2 separate regions of the Zea mays genome follow, and region 2 is linked to region 1. Evidence: chromatin contacts called from public Hi-C data. All regions are on one chromosome and are shown on one strand. The core of a region is the stretch at or near the end of the contact, and the rest is flanking DNA. Distances in the headings are between cores, read along the strand shown.

The links. Hi-C and Micro-C count contacts between places; a contact is called where the count stands out from the background.
Region 2: a contact with region 1 is called in a Hi-C map of bundle sheath, with 3 times the contacts expected there. The contact joins the promoter of LOC100273606 here to the enhancer-like site in region 1. A contact is called at or near these places in 2 of 25 Hi-C or Micro-C datasets (bundle sheath and leaf).

The regions. Positions count from the first base shown.
Region 1 is chr1:97,274,993-97,282,910 of Zm-B73-REFERENCE-NAM-5.0, reverse strand. No RefSeq gene overlaps it. Among protein-coding and RNA genes, the nearest start is that of LOC103637679, 170 kb to the left of the region's middle. Within about 2 kb of position 3,525, at least 12 of the 20 cell types and tissues checked have an H3K27ac peak or open chromatin away from gene starts, as enhancers often do. A contact at or near this core is called in bundle sheath and leaf, where this site is marked.
Region 2 is chr1:97,497,974-97,505,891 of Zm-B73-REFERENCE-NAM-5.0, reverse strand. LOC100273606 (CHL-CPN10) reads right to left here and starts at 3,001. Exons shown (of 6, transcript NM_001365740.1): 1 at 2,773-3,001; 2 at 2,600-2,650; 3 at 2,050-2,115; 4 at 1,915-1,962; 5 at 1,344-1,373; 6 at 995-1,242. The coding sequence starts at 2,910. The coding sequence ends at 1,171.

The DNA.
Region 1 (7,918 bases), core at 2,276-4,775:
CTCTGCATGGGAACACTCCATTCTCCATGGTGTATGGATCAGAGGCAGTGTTACCAGCAGACCTAGTCTTCGAGGCACCTAGACTGGCATTCAAAAGCATAGCATAGGTAGAAGCAACCAGACTTGAGGAAGTTGATGTGCTAGAAGAGGAACACTTGAATGTTGTCATCTAGTCGGTTAGGTACCAACAGACTCTGAGGCGCTACCACGATAAAGAGGTATGGAACCGAGTATTTGCAGTAGGAGACCTAGTACTCCGCCACGTATTGTCAGGAGAAGGACGGCACAAACTATCACCGCCATGGGAAGGACCTTTCATCGTCGCGAAAGTCACTCGACCAGGGTCGTACCGGCTAACCCAGATAGACGGGACTCCAATAGGAAAATATGGAATTTCGAGCATCTCAGGAAATTTTACCCATAGTGACACCATAAACTCCAGATGGTGGGTTACACTTTGTCAACCGGAGATCTCATTATCAATAAAGCTTATGTGTTCGTCCACATGCAAACAAACTCTCAAATAGCGATCGGCTTAAGTCGGAAACGTCTTGAGTCGGTGCTACATGCTCACTCTTACATGCCTTAGGGTGACTACTATACCCTACTAACGGAGCGATCGACTAAGTCAGAAATGTCTTAAGTCGGTGCAACACGCTCACACTGACATGACTTTGGGTGACTACTATACCCTACTAATGGAGCGATCGGCTTAAGTCAGAAACGTCCTAAGTTGGTGCAACATGCTCACGCTTACATGACTTAGGGTGACTACTATACCCTAGTAACAGAGCGATCGACTTAAGTCAGAAACGTCCTAAGTCGGTGCAACACGCTAACGCTGGTGACTACTATACCCTACCATCAGAGTGATCGTCTTAAGTCAGAAACGCTTTAAGTCAATGAAACACACTCACACTTAGGGTTGAGTCTTCTCCTTAATCTCGAGGGTCACTTAGACCCCACAAGGATCACCACACAATTAGGTGTCTCTTGCTAGCTTTAGAAGTCACTTGAGAGTTTAGAAGGAGATGAAGAAAGCACGATCAAGAAACCAAGCAACAAAGAGCGACAAATGAAACACTAGCTCACACTCTCTAGAATATCTCACAAGGCACTTAATCATTAATGAACACAATCACAATTGTTGCACTTAGAGGATCTTTGATGCTTGTGTGAGGCTTTGGAGTGAACTCTAGCTGTTTGCAATGAATGTGGGAGTTGGAATGCTTGGATGTAGTGAATGGAGGTGGTTGGGGTTGTATTTATAGCCCTCAACCACCACATAACCGTTGTCACTTTTCTGCCACACGCAGACGGTCCGCGCCCCTGGGCCGGACGGTCTGCCCCTGCACATCAACGATTGGAAACACAACAGTCAACAGTTACAACTATATCAATGGTTATGAGTGCATTAAATGAGTCGTAAGATGTCAGATAAAGCAGTCACAGACGGTCCGGCCATGCACCCAGATGGTCCACGACGACACTAAAAATGAATTTTACCGAACCCGGCACCTTCGGGTTTTTTTTCCTGGTTTTCAACGGGTGGATGGTTCACAGTTAAGGGACCGGCGGTCCGCGCTTGGTACCGGACGGTGTTCTCTTCTCCTTTGGACATTCCATAGCAGAAGTTCTGAAATTAGCATAGTTCTTATCCGAGGTGCACCGAGGTGTCGCGGACGGCCTGTGCATAGGTAATTTTCCAAAAAGCTCTCCTATTTGGAATAATCTGCGTTATTCCGGACAATCGACTTAGAATTGAGATGGATAGACTTATGCACCTATGAAACAATTAGCTATGCAAACTTGTTAGTCCATTAGGTTGTGATGGTCATCAATCATCAAAATAAATTTAGAGAAATTGGTAAAGGAAATTTCCCTTTCAGAGGGCTGAGGCGAACCCATGGGGGCGGAATGAGATGGCCGGCGTGGTGTGGCAGTCAGAGGAGCAGTGTCTAGGCATGTGCGGAGAAGGGGCGCGTGCGGAACGCGATCGATGCGAGCAGGAGCTTTGGATCAGCGGTTGGGCATGTCCGAAGGAGAGGTTGAGGGGCGCCTTGTGTGCGTGGCTCGAGGGCAAATCTAATTTTGGGGGGAGGAAGTGGGGGGCTTTCGTGGACTTAATTTAACACGTATTGCAATTGCTATTGGGCGGTGACCGGGGCTGCAGCCCAAGCAGTCCCGACACGAGATCCACCTCTGGTCAAGACTATGTTTCGGTTGTAGGATTTTCAAAGGAATCGGTTTTATGTAGTTTTGACTCTGTAACAGTATTTGGAACCTAGGATTCCTTCTTTCCTTTGGTGAGGAAAGGTTCTTGCACCTTTATGATTTTAAGGGAACCAAAAATCAACTGTAATCTCTTGTTTGTTTTTCCTACGTGAAGTCCAAGATAAATCTCTCTTGCCGCAAGCTCATCACGTTCCAAACTACAGTTGATCTGGATCTTGTAGTGTAATTGAAGGAGAAATCTTGGGGTAGTTGTTGAATGAATCCCTATTACATAGGGACGTAATCGGATCGAATACCATATTTGTTTTTATATTTTTTCTTCAGATTCCGATCGAATACAGATATTAATCAAATGTATCGTATAAGACATGAATAGCTATCGACATCATATTTATCCATTTTTTAGTACTCAGGTACGGATCGAATACTAAATATCTGGACTCGAATACGAATCAGATCTAACCCTTCCAAACGGATTAGAACTCGATACGAACCCGTACCATTTGCACCCCTAGTATTACAATTTGTACTCCTTTGTTCCAAGGTAGCGTATCTGGTGCAACCTTGCAACCAATACACAAAAATTGTGGTGGGAGGATCTTTAAAAAAACAGGAAGAGGTGGGAGGGTTGTTTTCAAAACTAGTCTTTTTAAAAGGTCCTCCCACCCCCATTAAAAAGAAAACGTATCTTGTGTAATCGTGCAACTAAGACACATAAATTGTGGTAGGAGGAACTTTTTTAAAAAATTCAGTGAGAGTTGTTTTGGAAAACGGTGTTTTTAAAAAGGCCCTCCCACCCCCATTTTTGTGTCCAGTTGTCTTGATTGCACCAGATACGTTCCTTTGTGTTTAGAAAAAAGGTCATCACTCCTGTGTTCTCTCATAATTCTATTTTCTATCCATTCATTCCAAACAGATCATGCAACTATTCTCAGCATGTAGGGGAGAGTGCGCATTATCGGTGCGGTTTTTTCGGAGGGCAAGCATACAGATACAGTCTAGTGGCATGATGGAGAACCGCACTTATGACTGATTTGGTGACAAAAGGATCACGGGACGATTTGAGGGGGTTGAGGGGGAAATGAAATAATTTCTCCCTCAATCCCCTCCAATTTCTCGTGATCCCTGTCACCAAATCAGCCCGGATACCCCAGATCAGATCGATTTGAAGTCTTGGACTTCGCTGGCGTGTGATTTTTGGCTCGGCAAAAAGGAAACTAGGCGCACCTTAGTTTGGTGACTCGTGGCGGGCTCGGGCTGGTTATCTCGCTCGCGTGGGCCTCCTAGCGATAGCAGCTGCCGGGGCCCCACGAAGCTGCGCGGCAATGACGAATTGACGATCGAGTGGTTGGCTTGGTTCGCTGATGAAGCCGGGAAATGAAATGGAATGAGGATCCGATTCCAACGCTTGCGACTTGTCGCCCTTGCCTTTTTTTCCCCCGTGGGCAAGCAAAGCAGTCCGACTCGTTCGCTCGCCCGGCCGATCATTTTACTTCCTCACAGTTATAGACAAATGCTAATCAACCCTCGATTGTTCCATGCGTGAATTTCTTTCCGCTGGATCTGACATACATTGCTCCCTGCGTCGTCCCTGTCTCTACCCTTGTGGTTCTTTTTATGTTCTATATATTGACGCTACTTTTTTCAGAATTTAATTGTCGCGCCTAGATTTCTAGTGCCTATTTTATTTCCTTCCTCTTTTTTTAATTTCCTCTCATCTTTCTCCCATGCTGGTTTTTTTAAGCGACGGGCGAGTGGCGATTTTAAGGATTTGAAGAAGTTTGTTGCTTTCTGCTACCTTGGGTGTTGGATTTGTGGGCTTAGCCAATTGAAAAACCAATTAAATCCTATAAAATCTCAAAAGCCTATGTATGATAAGGCGACGGTGAAATCAATAGTCGTATATTGCTAGTACCATATGCGTGCGTGCTCGCTGGTATAGGCGGGGCAAAGGGCATGGGTACGTGACGTGTGCATGAAAGGTCCGCCAAAATCCAAGTCTCATGCTTTGTGGGGCGCGACTTCCTTTTGCTATTTTCTAGTTTTATTTTTGGTTGCTTGGCATTAAGTTTTGATTCCTTATCGAATAATGATAAGGTCATGACATGAGATCAAATCATGATGTGAGTCCTTATCGGACGTTGAGGCGACTCTATATATTGCGCCTAGCAAGCACCGCCAAAGATATCAAAACACGAATTAGGTTTTGCCTCTACTTGTTGTTGTGCCGCCACCGTGGTCTTCTTCACCCGAGCGCATCTGCCTTCAAGATCCTGTACCGGGAGAGGATGAATAAGGTTTCTGGGAAGTGTCTTCATGCGATTGCTCGTGTTCTTCTTGATGACTGCCCCAACGCTGCCCTTGCCGCTTCAGTATCTTCATTCGGTATGTCCAATCAGTACGTGCCATCAGTTCTAATCTCGTATTCAGTTTATCTTTAGTTATGGATATGTTCTACACAGTTGCGGAGCTCCGTAAAAATAACGCCATGGGCCACTCTACAAATATAACGATGTACTACTCGTCTTTTAATTTTTCGCACTTTAGGGGTGATAACATTTAAAACAATCCAGTGAAACTGTGACAGACAGGGAAAGGGAATCAGACATTCGGGAACAATTACTCACAATAGAGAAGAATCACGGGCACATGACAGCAGGCAGTCAGCACTCAACACACAGCGCTCGCCGCTCAGGTGGTCGTTGCCCATTGGCAAGGGAGGCGCTCTGCCCTCGCCTATGAATAAGAAAAGAAAGGGAATCGGGTTGAGAAAGTTGTATAGTTTAGAAGAAGATGTAATGCCAGAGGCGAATTTGGGCGGTGGCACGGCGCCAGTGCAGGTCGCGCGCATCATTGCTACAGAGTCGTAGGGACGCTGGAGGCGGACTGGCAGAGGTGGAGGTCGGACTGGCACTGGTGGATGCCTGAGTCAGAGCCCGCTCGGCCGCCTCGGAGGTTGCTGCCTTGTGCCCTTGCCGGATTCGTAGAGCCTAAAGGTGTGGAGAGCGGTAGAGGACTGAATGGAGGCGGCCACGCCACTGTCAACATAGGAAACGCAGCCGCGCATGTTTGCGAAATAATTGGAAGAGCCTATATTCTCGCGACTTGAGCGACTAAGGGAGGCCGCCAGCGTCAGGCTCAATCGGTGCAAGCAGGATGTCTTTTGGGCCACATTTTTTAGCTGAAATGTATTTTTGGGCTATATTTTTTGATTGAAAAAAGACCTATATACAAGAGAATTTTTGGGTTGCACCCCGAGCCACGACCCAGGTGGCCCGGGGCCCAAATCTGCCCCTGGTTCTACATACTGCTTAATTACTAGTCTGTTAGGGAACAACATGCTAATTTATTTATTGTTATTCATGATTTATATTCGGAACTTAATCTAGAAAATATCTAATTACTCAACATTAGGCTCCTAGTAAACTTTTTAGGTTCATTCTAGCATTATTATCACTCTATATTTGGTTCAAGTTTTATTCTCTTCATGTTGTATGATTCATGACGATTTTATCTTAGGTTTTAGCCTATAGTTGTGCGTTAGATTTACTTAGTAAGGTATGTTGTGCTTGCCCCAACCTCGGTTTTGACATTGGGCTAGTTTTGGATCTACATGATTTGGTTTTTGAGTTGGTTCATCCGACAGATAGCTGGTTCAAAAGTCGCCTAGAGGGGGTTGAATAGGCGGAACCTCAAATTATAAACTTAAACACACATTAAGGTTGGGGGTTAGCGTTAGAATTAAATTCAAGTCTGAAAGATTGTTTCTCTTGCTAAGAGTTGCTCAAAGGATGCGGATGACGTAGGGGAGCAAACTCAAATCAATACTAGCAAGGAAACGTTAGAGAGAGGAAAAAGGGCAAACAAATCAAGCAAGAATCAAGGCGAGTAGACATGGTGATTTGTTTTACCGAGGTTCGGTTCCAAAGAACCTAGTCCCCGTTGAGGAGGCCACAAAGGCTGGGTCTATTTCAACCCTTTCCCTCTCTCTCAAACGGTCACTTAGACCGAGTGAGCCTTCCCTTAATCACACGGGTCACTAAGACCCCGCAAGGACCACCACACACTTGGTGTCTCTTGCTTAGCTTTACAAAGCACTTAAGAATTGTAATGAGAAAGGAAGAAGGCAATCCAAGCGACAAGAGCAACAAAAGAACACAAATGATCCTCTCACAAGCCCTAAGCACTAGCGTTGATTTTGGGAACTTTGAGTGGATTGATTGCTTTGATTGTGTCTTGGAGTGTTGCACTTTGCTCTTGCAATGAATGAGAAACTCAGAATGCTTGGATAGCTTTGAATGAGGTAGTTGGGGGTATTTATAGCCCCCAACCACTTCCTAGCTGTTGGTTGTTTCTGCTCGCGATGGGCACACCGGACAGTCTGGTGGCGCACCGGACAGTCACTGTTCACTGTCCGGTGCGTGCCACGTCAGCGCGTCAGTTAGGGTTTTGAGCTGTTGACCGTTGGAGCCCTTTGCCTTTTTGCTGCACCTGACAATCTGGTGACCTTTGACTTCTGCGCTTTGACTTTTGCGCGACATTGTTCACCACTGTTCATCTGAGCAGTCGACCGTTGGCGCGCAGGGAGTCGTTGCTCCGCTGGCACACCGTGCAGTCCAGTGCACACCGGACAGTCCGGTGAATTATAGCGGAGCGCGCCTGCTGAATTCCCGAGAGTGGCTGGTTTGAGTCTGTACGGGCCCGGTGCACACCGGGCAGTGTCCGGTGCGCCATTTTTAGCACACTCTAAGTCTTTTGCTCCATTTTTATTGTGTCCCTAACTGAATTTCTTTCTTGGTTTGTGTTGAACCTTATGCACCTGAGATAAATGACATCTACACAAACTAGTTAGTCCACGTGGTTTGTGTTGGACGTCAACCACCAAAATCGATTATAGGAAATGATTAAGTCCATTTCCCTTTCAATCTCTCCCTTTTTGGTGATTGATGCCAACACTAACCAAAGCAAATATGAAGTGTAGAAATGTAACTAGTTTGCAATTGAGATTGATGTGCATAGGTTACTTAGAATTATACCAATGAAAGGCTTTATACATATGAATGGATTGCTTTTCTCTTATTTAACATTTTGGACCACATTTGCACCACATGATTATTTTTGCAATTCGTTTGGAGAAATCTTTTCAAAATCTTTTGCAAATAGTCAAAGGTATAGGAATATGATTGAAAGAAGCATTTTTGAGATTTGAAGTTTCTCCCCCTGTTTCAAATGCTTTTCCTTTGACTAAACGAAAGCTCCCCCTGAAGAAATTCTCCCCTTAGCTTTCAAGAGGGTTTTGAAATGATTCTCCCTTTTTGAAATGGATAACAAAAACCAATTGAAATTTTTCCATACTAATGAGAGGTTTTGAAGATACCAATTTGAAGGATAATTTTAAAATATCAAATGAGATACCAATTGAAAATTAACTCAAATACGATTTGAAATAATCTTTTTTTTGAAATTTTGGAATGGTGGTGGTGCGGTCCTTTTACTTTGGGCTAAATACTTTCTCCCCCTTCGGCATTAATCGCCAAAACGGAGAACTTCAGAGCCCTTAGTCACGCTTTCTCCCCCTTTGGGTCCTATTGCTTTCTCCCAAATGATAAAATAAGTATGAGTGAAGTGTCATACGAACTTAGAGTTACATGAGTAACGACAAAGGATAAATGACACCATCAGA
Region 2 (7,918 bases), core at 1,752-4,251, 220 kb before region 1:
CAGAAAAAGAAAAAAACGGGTACCCGAATTCCGGGTAGCCGTATCCGACCCGAATATTCGGTTATTTACCGGGTAGTTCTCGTTCCGTATCCGACCCGAATCCGAAGCTACAGTATCCGGGTATTACCCGTATCCGTCCCGAATATAAAAATAACCGAATCCGTATCCGAAAAACGGGTATTTGCATTATCCTTATCCGGTAGGTACCCGACGGGTATATCTAATCCGTTTTTACCCCTAGCTCCCACCTCCTCGGCTCCTCCCTTTTTCCTCACACGCACGTCACAGCTACAAGTCTACAACAACCCGCAGCTCCACCGCGGCGTGCTCTCCGTCGATCATAACCTCTACAGGGACGGCTCTACGCGCTGGATGGTCGACCAGCTGGCCAAGGTTCTCGCTAAGCTCAGCGTGGTCAACGTGCTCACCAACGTGCAGGGAGAGATTCGAAAGGTACTTCTTATGCAGCAGGTTTAACTAACCAGAACACCCGTACCTCCACAGCTCCACTGTCGGCTCTCCTCTACTACATTTATTAATCTCCTCTTGCTATGATTTTGGTTTGGTCAACTTTGAACTTCAATTCATTCCCTTTTATATGTATCATGCGAATGACCGAACTCTCTTTTGAGTAGTAATGAACAAACTGTTTGTTTTTGTTTTCCAAATCATTCCCGATCAGATGTCCAAGGTTCCGAACTCTGACCATATTCTCTTCTTTATATACTCCGTACATGAATACTCCATGGTGTTCGACATGCCCATAAACTCTGGCTGAGCAATGAGGACGAGAAACATTAAAAAGAACACACATACATTTCAAACCAATCGAATGAGACTATGGTCAGCACAACAAAATCTGGAGACCCTGATAGAAATAATTAGGATGTTGCCTAAAGAATGTTCAGAAGCAGAAACATCAGATGGGCAATGTAAACATTTCAAGTTCGGTTCAGCACAGTTTCGTATTCCAAACGTGAGCAAGAGCCTCTGTAAAGAAAATGGGCATTAACATAATTCCAGTTTATGGCGACCAAAAATCAACGGTAACTAACAATCATCTAGAAGCTGAATTAACGAACGTTCAAATGGCATACAACAAAGTGGGGGCAAGATAAGTTCATGCCGTTGGAGCATTCCCAGGTAAGTCCGAAATTTTCATGGTAAAATTCATTCAACTACAGCTAACAAGTCTGACTCACGGCAGAAGCAGTGCTTCTCTTCATCAGTACCAAGCTCCACCTACAACACAATGAGCTAAGTCAGCTAGGTTGATTGAATCGGAAAATGTAGGGCTCACGGCAAGGCCAAAAAAAATTGTTAAGAGAAAATAAGCCAGTTACCTCATAAGCATTGATGTCTGAGAAGAGAACCTGCAAGTGCAAACTGGTTACAGTATTCTACATTATGAGCATTGTACTACGGTAAAAGTAAAAGTACATTCAACAAACTATGCAAACTGTAAGAATTGACACAGTAACAATTTCAATTGCCGGAAAAATTGACAAGGATAGAAAACAAAAATAAAGCATGTCTATTTCTGGCGTGACAAGCAGATTTCAGTAGCAGACAATGTCATAATGGTAGCATCTTGCAAATTAGCACACTATATTTGTTTTAGAAACATAACCACTCTTCAATCTACTCAAGTAAACATAGTCCATTCACTTAGTTCCTTTGTCCAAGATAAACAATAAATTTGAATAGTAAGATTAGAAGACAAACCACAAAGCAAAGTGTGACATAATATGATAGATTGTTCTCCAAAGTATAAACAAAAGTGTGAAATATATGATAGATTGTTCTCTAAAGTATAAACAAACTTCACACGCAAAGCACAAAAATGCTACTTGTTTGCACAAGTGAGCATTTGAGCATGCATCAATAAGAGTTAAGTCATAAAATGTTCCTTACCTTCTTCCCAGCCTCAACTTCACTGACTTCAGCACCGATCGATAGAATCTAGCATGAACAATACAATGTGGTCAGACTATATCCTACTAAAATTAACAATCACAGAAACAGATAGTAGTGCCTTCAAGATCTCACCTCACCCATCAGATATCTCTCAAACTTAACAGCAGATTTTGGTAGCAATACACCGCCAGCAGATTTCTGCATGAATAAAACAGTTTTGTCAGAAACTCAGAACTCAGAACAATCAATTATATCAAACTATCAACTTCTAAAAACTTCAGCAGACACATGTGCATTCCTGTAATACAGTTTCACAGGAAACAGGATTGTACAGTAATTCAGGTATAGAAAAGGACGGGTGCAACAGTTGATTCTAAAATTTTAAAATTACAGAGCCCTGCTAACATGTCAAACTAACCACACTTATTGATAGTACTGCAATATCTCTAATCGGTGCAGTAAACAGAATACTGTAATTATAGTTGGGGGAGTGTTAGCTTGAGTGAATCAATTATACTGCTATATAAATAAACTCAGATTCCATAAGACATTTCAAAACCCAAGTGGTCGTAGTTGCTCTCAAAGTCAGAGTAACTACAGCACTTAGGCTTTATACGGCTACACTCGTATCCGTCTCAATCCATGCGTATTGGAGTGGAGACACGATTGATAGCGGAGAGACCTCAGGGATCTGCTCAAGACGGACGAGAACCCGGTCGTTCTGCGGCGCCACCTGCCCCCCCCAAAAAAAAACCAAGAACCACACCGTTAGACTTAGATCATAAATTCCACCCAGCAAACCTTGAAGACTCGAAACCAGAGCGCATGGATTCACACAGCAGCGAACCCACCCACCTTGGCAGGGTCGTACTTAAGCGCGGCCACGCGCAGTCCAGCCCGTCGGGTGTGGGCAGCGCCTAGCGGCCTGCGGCTGCTGCCGCTGCTGGCTAGGAAGGGCGAGGTGGACATGGCGGCGAGGAGTGAGGGCGCCATTGGAGCGGAGACCAGGGGGCGGAGGCGCGGAGCGTGGAAACTTCCAGAACGACGGGCTTCCTCTCTCTCTCTAGAGGATAGTTGCGTCGCGTGCCGTCCCTTATCTGTTTTTGCACGGGGATGGATTTCTTCTCGATGCTTCTATAGTTTCTTGTTGGGCCTTCATCTCGAAATGGTCTGTATAATCTGGAGGTGGAGGGGCTTAGCATCAATTTCGGCCCCATTACGAATTTACGATTTGTGCTGGCCCGCTGGAACAATGGGCCTGAAACAACGTAAGTTTTCTTTTGTATAATGCTTCATATCCTCGATATGGAATGGAATGTAACAACCGGCCGTAGATTAGATAAGCGCCCTTGCTGCGCTAGTTTTAGCCTCGCAATCTGTCTTTGTCGTTGTTTTGGTTAAAGAAAAAGGCTGGAAAAGCTCGGCGAATGGCAACTTCTCTATTCCGTTCTCATGGCAGAGCCCTTAGACACTGCACGTAGACACTGTCGGCCAGCTCTCGGATGATAATTGTTCAGAGAAACAATTCTGGCACCAGGTATATAGAATTAAAAAGGATAAACACCACAAGTTCATTTGTCTGGTAGCGGTTGGTATGCCGTATGCGTGGTACTTCCTCAAATTCAATACTAAAAGCAAAGTCACCAATGGTTTTAGGCAGGTCAAACATTTTGATTTAACTGGAATTTTAGAAAGTGTTAATAATATTTATTGTACATCATAAATAGTAATAGTCTCTTATATATACTAAATTAGTTAAAGTTAAAATATATTTAAATTTCGAAGAAGCAAGAGTATTTTATTGAGTGAAACTGTTAGAAATTGTAGTTAGCTAAAACGTTAGAGAGCAGTTTAAGAAAAAAGAAGAACCACATGATATGGGCATATGTCTAGTAGTCTGCATACGGTTGGCTGCAAGATGGTTACTACCTCTACCTCCCTAAACAAATATCCCTAAATAGATGCCGTTTTGTGTGTGTTTTTGAGGAGTTAAATTCTTTCCGCTTTAACTAAAATATATATAATAAATAAATAATTGTAGTATATAATTACTATGATTAGATAGATCGTTAAATCTATTTTTGTAATAAACTTATGTGGAGATGCGAATTATCTGAATTAATTGTTTGCTAGAGAAATACAGATCGGTATATCACGTAGGAAATTAAATTAGAAGGTTAGCATATGGGACGCAAAGTTTACACTGGTTTCAGATCTCAACCTCCCGTCTCTTTGTTTAATATCCTCGAGTTTACAAGCGGGTCCTCATGGTAGTTGGCTAGCGGAGGCTAGCTTAGGCGAGATGTCTAGAGATGTATGGGAATATGGATGCTAGTTGAGTTAATGCTAGGGAAATGTATTATGTATATAATAATAGTATAGTGGAGTATGGAGGATTGATTTAGAGTGAACGGCTGTAAAGAATAGAGATATAAGGGAAGAGAGAACGCTGACAAGACACGTGAGTGAGATAATATAGATGATAAAATTTAAAGTAAACCATAGAAGATAGTGTAAAATCACATGAGAAATTGATCGAGGGCTTCCTATCCTACCCCTGTCTATATATGGGCTGGACTAAGGCCATCACAGATACATAGTCTAAAGACTAGTTTAGGAGCTATAAAATTGGAGAAGATTGAAGAGGTTAAAATTCTCTTCTTATTTAATTTTGAATAAGAATTCATACATCGTCATTGGGTTTTGGATAGACGACGACTCGTGGATTCGCAGGCAGTCCAACTGCACACGCAACATGAGGGAAATTACGACGAGGATCACCTGCAAAGGCAAGTCAATTTTGAGATGGACAGCTAGACGCCTAGACGGGTACCAAACCAATCCACCATGAACACGGCGAACCGATGGCACGTCACATGTTTATTAGCTCCAAGATTTTATCTGATTGCGAAAGGTTAGTGTAGAGCTTATTAGTGCTGATAAGGATGTATCATTTTCTTTTTTTTTTAGCGTTACGAGGATCGATCCAATCATCTGGTCAACGACGACATAGCCTAGTTATTGTTAACAATGGGCTAGAGCTAGCACTAGCAGAGGGAACGGGGGCAAGCTAGGTGGCACTGGCACCTGCTAGCTAGCTTGCTTGTTATGCTATCTCTCGTGGTTTCTAGTAGGTGCAGTCATGCATTGACAGTGCGTGCGTGCGTGCGTACGTGATGATGCGAAGGAGCGGAGGGCTGTGCGGCATGCGTGACGAAGCGCAGCGTTGAAAGCCGACCGCCGAAGGCGTGGGCGACCCAGGGAAAGAAAAGAGAGCGTCACCGATCGATCGATGGACCGGGACTGGAGTCGAGTAGTGGAGTGGCGGGAAAGAAACGAACGGGGGCCTTTGATTACGACAACGGATAGCTAGCGGTAAAGAATGTTCTTTCCTTTGTTTTTTTTTTTTGTTTTTTGCCAACGACGTATGTTGTGAGGAAAAAAGAGAAAAGAAAAACCGGCCAACGTGATTCTCATGCGCGCCCAGCCCAGCATAATGGTCAACAAAGTGCAAATGATCGATATGCCTCTAGATCTCTTCAGTTGTTGTTGTTGTTGCCGAGTAGAAAGATGTGATATGATTTGAATGAATATATCACTACCAGAATCTGGGTCTTTGTCGAGTGCCGGTCGGTTTGCCGAGTACTTTTTATCGGGCACTCGGCAAAGCCGACTTTGCTGAGCGCCGCACTCGGCAAAGTCCTACGCTCGGTAAAGATCTTATTTACCGAGTGCAGGACACTCGGCACAGCCAAGCACTCGGCAAAGACTGCTTTGCCGAAAGTCAAACACTCGGCAAAGATTGCTCTCGGCAAAGGGCCGTTAGCGGCCGTCTACAGCTGACGGCCGTCAATCTTTGCCGAGTGCCAAATATTGGGCACTCGGCAAAGGACACTTTGCCGAGTGTCTTCCCTAGACACTCGGCAAAGTATATTTTTATTTTTTTTATTTTGTCTCCCAAACTTTTTGTGGTATGTTCCTACACTATGTAGACCTATATTTATCATTTGTGGACAATTATAACAGAGTTTTCAATCGTTAGTAGATTTAGTTCGTTTATTTGAATTTCTTCGAAAAATTCAGATTTGAACTGCAGGTCACTCGAAACTTGGAAAATCATGCATGCAAAAATAATATTCATGTTACTTAGCATAAGTTATGACCGATTCCAGGAGCGGACCATAAACTTCGAGCAACATGCTCACTAAACATGGCCGTGAACTTGCCATCCACATATTTAAAAATTGTATAAAACACAAACAAAATCAGAAAATCATGAAACTTGTCCACGTGTCATGATATCATATGTACATGCTGTGATAAAAAATTGAAAAAATTTCGAGAAAACTATGACGCGCTATGTGTACAAACCTAAGAGATCCACATTGAAACTCTATGATTTCATTTGTAGTTCTCCTAGGTTTCTACACATAGTGTCTCACAACTTTGTCCAAACATTCTCAATTTTTTATCACAACCTGGACATATGATATCATGACACGTGGACAAGTTTCATGATTTTCTGACTTTGTTTGTGTTTTATACAATTTTTAAACATGTGGATGGCAAGTTCACGACCATATTTAGTGAGCATGTTGCTCGAAGTTTCCGGTCCGCTCCTGGAATCGGTCGTAACTTGTGCTAAATAGGACGGGTATCATTTTTGCATGCACGGTTTCCCAAGTTTCGAGTGACCTGTAGTTCAAATATGAATTTTCCGAAGAAATTCAAATAAACGGACTAAATCTAATAGTTATAAAAAACACTTTTATAATTGTACCAAAATGGTACTAGTAGGTCTAAATAGTGTAGGAACACACCACAAAAAGTTTGGTTGCCAAATAAAAAAAATAAAGTATACTTTGCCGAGTGTTGCACAATTAGCACTCGGCAAAGGCGGCTTTGCCGAGTGCCTGCCCTTTGACACTCGGCAAAGTATAAAGAACAGAACTTTGCCGAGTGCTGTACACCTAGCACTCGGCAAAGCAGCCTTTGCCGAGTGCCGGATCGCGGGCACTCTGCAAAGAAAGTGACTTAACCGGCCGTGCGGCCGGCTTTCTTCTTCCTTCTCCTTTTCTTCTTCTTTCTTCTGCCTCACCGCCGCCACGCCCGACCCGCGCTCCGGCAAGCTGCCGGCGCCTCCCCACCGCCGCCCGCGCTCCGGCAAGCCCGCCCACGCGCCACCGCCGCCCGCGCTCCGGCAAGCCTCACCGCCGCCAGCGCCCGGCCGCCCGCGCCCCACCGCCGCCCGCCCACGCGCCACCGTCCGCCCGCCTCACCGCCGTCCGCCCGCCTCACTGTCGTGCGCCCGCCTCACCGTCATCCGCCCACACGCACCACCGTCCACCCGCCTCACCGCCGTGTGCCCGCTCGCCGCCGTCCGCCCGCCGTCCGTGCCTCCGGCCGCGCCTCCGCTGTCCTCGCCTCCGGTACGTAATTGAAGAACAAACGATGGTTTCTTCTAGTTTCCACTACAAATAAACAGTAAACATAAATAGGTTCTGTCAGTTTCTGTTAATTACCTGTAGAAATTAATATTAGTTGGTGATGGTGGATATGGATGTCGATTAAATGTGATTGTCGGCCATCGTGTCGTTGATATATGTGTGGATGTCAGCCATTGTGTTGTCAGTTTTATTTGCAGGTTTTGGAAACCTCCCCGTGCAGGGGAGGTGCTGCCGAAATTTTTTATTGACGGACTTGTTTATTTTTTTTGCAGAGGTCTTCCTAGCCGTTGCGGGTCTGCCTGCACCGCGTCGAGTCGCCACTGCACCAACCCGCCACAGCCCCGCTAGCCTGACTCCACCGTCACCCTAGGTATAACCTCAATTTCCGCATCATGGTCGTAGATCACGTAACCCAGTTAGTCGTCTTCCGTTTGAAAGATATACGGTGTAGATATGCAGATCTTTGCATATCTACAAATGTATCTGTTTCAAATTGTCCATGTTTTTTGGACAGCCCGTGGTTGCGTAGATGGTGTTAGTTTCCATGCTCTACT